Linked DNA regions of Acanthopagrus latus: region 1 is linked to region 2. Evidence: chromatin contacts called from public Hi-C data. All regions are on one chromosome and are shown on one strand. Each heading gives the region's core, a stretch centred on a gene start, on an enhancer-like site or on the middle of the called end of the contact. The rest is flanking DNA. Distances are from core to core; before and after follow the strand shown. Region 1 holds the start of LOC119034358 (exocyst complex component 3-like protein 4). Region 2 holds the start of gphb5 (glycoprotein hormone beta-5).

Region 1 (2,700 bases), core at 141-2,640, 140 kb before region 2:
TCACTACTGTCCGTCCTTCTGATAAAAATGAAAGTGCCGTACGGCTGCTCTCATCTATCTCGTCATCTCATTTACGATGCGATGAAACCTTGGGAGCTGGCATCTAGGGATGCATCGATCCAACTGTTCCAACTGATACAGATGCCTGGGCTTTGTGCATCTGATGATACCCGATACCGATACAATGCCATTGTTGAATTAATAATAAACTGTATACATTCCACCTTATACCTTCCTTCCACCATGTGGAAGAGACTAAAAGAACCCAACTTTCCTAACTAAGACGAAATAATCAAACAGTTACCAAACATTGTAAACATGTGAAACAATATTTGAATTATGATTTATTTGCTATTAAAAAAACAATGGAAAGAAGAATTTCCCACTTTGGGATTATAAATAGTAAATATAATGAAATACTTGAATGTGTGGATTTGTGGGAATGTCCGGCTCTTCTGAAGACAGCACTTAAGTTGGATACTGGATATTCCCCTTGGCTTTGCATGTGGAATTGACGGTGGGGAATATCCCTGAGAGCTTTCACTCTCTAACTGCCTTTTGTTCTCTGGAATGGAAATCTTGATGTAATCATTATCAGCCTGAGAAACACCTACAACGGTCTGAACACAAACATGTCATTCAGACAATTCAAACTGTTCCACACCTCAGTTTGTTTTCAACTTTGCTTTTTCATACAGTTTGCCAGTGGGAGATTTATTGTAGACAGCAGCAGCTTTCGACTCGTGACTCATTACAAAGGCATGCATGTTATCTGATCATCCACAGATACATGAAGGCGCAGAGTTTCACTCCCTCTCACTTCCCTGTTGTTTCTGCTTTTCAGGTGAGCAGGAAAACAAGAAACTAATGATCAGTATGTATGTAACATAGCAATCACAAGACTAAGCTTTGAGAATAGGATTATGATTGTGTCTGTGATACATGATGAACTAAGGTCAGGGTTTACATTAACATCCACTGGGAAATGTACTAAAAATAGTGTCATCCACAAAACAAAAATCTATATTTTTGGTCAGATAAGAACGAGAGAAAACAGAAATATACCTGTGAGATCTAAGACGTGAAAAACATGGTCAAGAATTCTTATTTTGCAAACAATGTTTAAGTTTTTTAGATTTCAGGCAGATATCGATTAGTCAGAAGATTCAACTGATGTTGATTTTATATTAAAGTTACGCTATAAACAAATCTGCATTTAAACTGTATCATGAGACAATATTGATGTTAGCATATTCCCTGTTGACATTTTGACCCCTCAGGTATTATTGATATAGACACGTGGCTCTGTTTCTATCAAAGTGTCCCAATAAGACATGACAACATGAAACAGGACCCTGAAACTGAAACAAGCACATTTGTGCTGTCAGTCAAAAAGCTCTGAAAAAAGGAAAAAGGATGGTTGCCAAAATACTTAATGTACACTTTAGTATCATAATAGTTATAATTGTTAGAAGCAGCAGCATCAGCAGCTGCAGTTTGAATATTTCATGTTGTTGTTTTTTACTCAGCATGATGCAACAGCTTTCCCTCTGAAAATGGGAAGCAGCTACAGTTAGAGGAAAGTGAAAGTAAGGCTAACAGAAAGGCTGCAGTGCAGATGATGTGCTGGGAAAATCCCCACCCAGCCTATATAAGGAGTCACAGAGCTGCTCTGACTCACAGATAGAACAAATCTCTGCAGAGACACAGTAGCAGGAGCTGAATCGTTCGGACTGCACAACTGGAGATGAAGAAGTTTTTGAAAATAAGAAAAAGGAGCAAATCCTGGGGAGCAGACAGCAGGAAGCCTCTTATAGAGAATAACAACAACGACATACAAGATGGTAAGAGTCTCTTATTTATATATATGTTGTTGGTTTGAATGCATAAATCATTATTATTATCATTCTTACTTCTGTCTACGGCCACTTCAGTACAAGTTTGTTGAATACTTAATCTTTTCTTGAATGAAAACTGAGCTATAAAGGGTTAATCTAAGCAAAGAACATGTGCCACAGGAAAATGTTCGCGAGAAATGCAACAAGACTGCTCTTCTGACTCCTCTGAATTCACAAGTGTTTTAAAGATTAGAAAAGACAAAGAAATGGAGTACGGAAAACATGTTAAAAACTGTGAGCATCACCGGATTTATGTAGTTAAATCAAGAGGTTTGGAGCATCATTAGGACGATATTACAGGTGCAATCTGACCGGATCAAACCGGATCTGCAGGAGTGGGAGGGGAATACCTGAGCGGGCACATTCAGTGTGACCTGAAATCACTCTGTGCCATGTTGTGGTTGAAACAAGAGCCAGCTGTGAGGATGGATGAGAAATTATTAATAGAAAGAATCATAATTGGCCTTGTTTACAGTCCTTGGTGTCATTAGAGTTGCGTATTTTGTAGTGGAGCTTTACAGGGAAAGTGATTTTTGGGCAGCAGGGGATTTTTGTGCGGCAGTACAGAGTGGGCACCGGGCCAGACTGGGAACAAAGGTTAGCGGCACCCTGCTATCTAGGTTTTTAATTGATATGTATGTGTCAAGCAACCATTAACTGTATCCAAATGATGGATGACGTACTGAAATAGATCCTCCAAAGTGAAGCAAAACATAGTGATTGCCCCCTAGTGGCTGTGTGCAGAAACTCCCAAATGAAACCCCTTTTGGGTTTAACACAGTTTCTTTGCATTAACAATGCT
Region 2 (2,700 bases), core at 30-2,529:
GCTGCCACGATCGATCAGGTCGAGGTGCACAAGGTAACAAACCACCACTTTTACAATGTCAACGGGAATCTGTATGCCAGCACAGACTCGACTCCAGACTGTGCGGACCGTTGCCACTAATGTGAAGTAAAAATAGTGTTTTTTTTTTTGTTTTTAGGAAACAATTTCAGTCCATCAGTCCGTCCTTGACCTTGGAGTGGTGCAGTGGTGGAATGCAACTTAGTGTATTTACTCAAGTTCTTCATATAAGTACAAACACACGGAGGCTCTTGTACTTTACTTGACATGTTTATGCAACTTCTAGTCCACCAAACATCAGAGGTAAATAAAGTACTTTTAACTCTACTACATGTTGTGGAGTTACACAGCTTTAGTTACTAGTTACTTTTCAGATTACACTTTTTCATCCTGCAGAGCTGTTGGTGTTGGATGTTTGTGATAAAGTGAAGGATGATTCTCCTCCGTTTGACGCTAAACAAACTCTATCAGCTGCAAAACGCGTCATCACCAAGCTGCAGACAGGCTGACAGGATGGAACTATGCAGCAGTGTGTAAAGTTGTTAAATGAACTTAATCATCTCCAGCAGTCAAACACAACACACACATTGTGAATTTAGTGTTTTCTGAATTCACTCACCGCTGTGACTTCTTCTTTTGCAGGTTCATCTCAGCTGTGACTCAGTTCTGTTGTATACTGAGCAGTCGATGAAGCACAATGGCACAAGTGGTTGAAATCAGTGAGCGGTGCTTCTCGCAGACCTGCAGAGGATCAGCTCTGAAGTTACTGTGGACAGCTCGCACTTGTCACTGTACGCTTCCTCAGATCTGAACGAGCCGGGGCTCTTTTTATTTTGCTTTTATCAGCCTGTGTCCTGCCAATCAGGAGGCTCAGGTCCTCACCTCAGCCTCCCTCAATCCCCCCGGAGGCTCTTCTACCTGTCGCTGCCCATCTAGTTCAGCCACCAGCTCGTTCCCACTCCATTAGCTTGATTAAGGGAAGAGTCTGCCCTTTTGTTCACAGTCATCCACATGGAAGACGGGGGAACAACGCACTCGAACGCAGCCTACCGGCGTCTGCTCTCACTCATCCGAGCTCAATTAGCTGGCTCCAGAGACAGACCCTGCTCCTGTTCTCACACGCCGGCTGCGATGACTTCACCCCTGAGCACCAACACACTGATTCCTCCACTTTATCTCCTTTCTTTTCATTTTGGCTCTCTGTTACCAGTCACATTTCCTCTCACACACAAACAGAGGAGAAGAGAAAGAGAGAGCCGGCTGTGACTCAGTTGTGTCCTGCAGGCTTAACTGCACAGATCGCTCACTTAGGACAGAAAGATGCTTGTGCGAGAGCACGTCGGATGAGACAGTGACAGGAGGGGGAGACGGGGGAGTCGTGAAGAATTGATTTGGGTGAGTAAGCACCTCATCAAGAAATTACCAGCGTCGGAGGCCCCGCAGGCAGCGGCGTGTGGAGCCAGCGGAGCAGAACTGCTCTCAAGTAGTTCAGGAAATGAAATCTTTAAAAAACTAAAGTTGAAAGTTTGAGCCAAAGCAATTAAAGTTAGATTAGAGAAAATAGTGAGGAGGATGAGTCGGGGACAGGTTCACACTCCCGGCCTCATCACCATCAGGGAGAATTACCCATCTGGAGGCTATTATTGAACAATGTGCAGGGTGTGGAGCAACAGGATGCATGTAATTGGATAACAGTGGTGATTAAGATGAGGTTAATTGTAATTCAGCACAAACAGAGTAAGCCTGGATTTACACAATCCGGCTTTTGTGCAATTATTCACAGATTGAAACTGAAAGATGGATTTTAAGTTCTGGCTTCGTTTCTTTGTCATACTTCATTTTTTTTTTTTTAAGAGGAAATTCGGTTCGGCTTGATTGAACCCATCCTGTTCTGAGACCAGTGCTTCATAATGATGTGATTCCTCATCATGATGCAACATGTTGATTTTGAGTTAGTTTGAAACACAGACAAGAAGTTGTTGAGGTTCCCCGACACCCGAGCAAATATCTGCTGCTGATGATGGTGAGAGACTGAGAGGAGTTTGTTCTGGTTCACAGCTTTAATACTATAATATTCTAATTCCATCATGTTGTCAGACACTGTGAGTAACAATGTGAGTCTGTGCAGCTCGAGCACGTTCAGTAGAAGCGACCCTGATGGGTGCTGAGGTGCAGCGACTGCAGCCAGTTTCACAGCTGCTGCCTGACGCCATCTACTGGACAAAAGTAAAACTTTTTTGGAGCTGTGAGTCATTTAAAAACTAAAATATATAAAGATGGGGCACAAGATAACCATTAAAGAGGAAACAGGATGGCAGAGTCAGTGAGAGCAGTTACAGTGAAGGGAGGAGTTTTTATTTAATGAATGTAGTTATTTCTGATCCATCACAGCGTAATTCATCCCAACACTGATGCAGAAATAAAACTAAAGATGCTGTAGAATAAACTGGATGTGACTTATTCGATCTAAATGGAGGATTAAATGCTCACAAACACAATTTATGGGTTGAATTTAAAGTTTAAAAAGAGCTGAAAGTAATTACATTCTCGGGAAATTCATATATAGTGATACATATTTTGCTTTTGGTTGTTTATTACGAGCAATAAGAACCAGGTGCCCAGTTTGAATCTGTTTGAATCCCCAAACCTGGTGCCTTTGGGCAAGGCACTTCACCCCCGACT

Evidence for each region. A called contact is a pair of places that touch in the nucleus more often than the background predicts.
Region 1: a Hi-C map of muscle shows a contact between it and region 2, with 3 times the contacts expected there. The contact joins the promoter of LOC119034358 here to the promoter of gphb5 in region 2. A contact is called at or near these places in 2 of 4 Hi-C or Micro-C datasets (both in muscle).

Annotation. Positions count from the first base shown.
Region 1 is chr16:2,440,651-2,443,350 of fAcaLat1.1, reverse strand. LOC119034358 (exocyst complex component 3-like protein 4) reads left to right here and starts at 1,390. Exons shown (of 11, transcript XM_037125309.1): 1 at 1,390-1,844. The coding sequence starts at 1,748. The region is part of intron 1 of LOC119034352 (potassium voltage-gated channel subfamily H member 5-like); the gene reads left to right. The region is part of intron 4 of LOC119034366 (a long non-coding RNA gene); the gene reads right to left.
Region 2 is chr16:2,296,691-2,299,390 of fAcaLat1.1, reverse strand. gphb5 (glycoprotein hormone beta-5) reads right to left here and starts at 1,279. Exons shown (of 4, transcript XM_037072000.1): 1 at 638-1,279. The coding sequence starts at 666.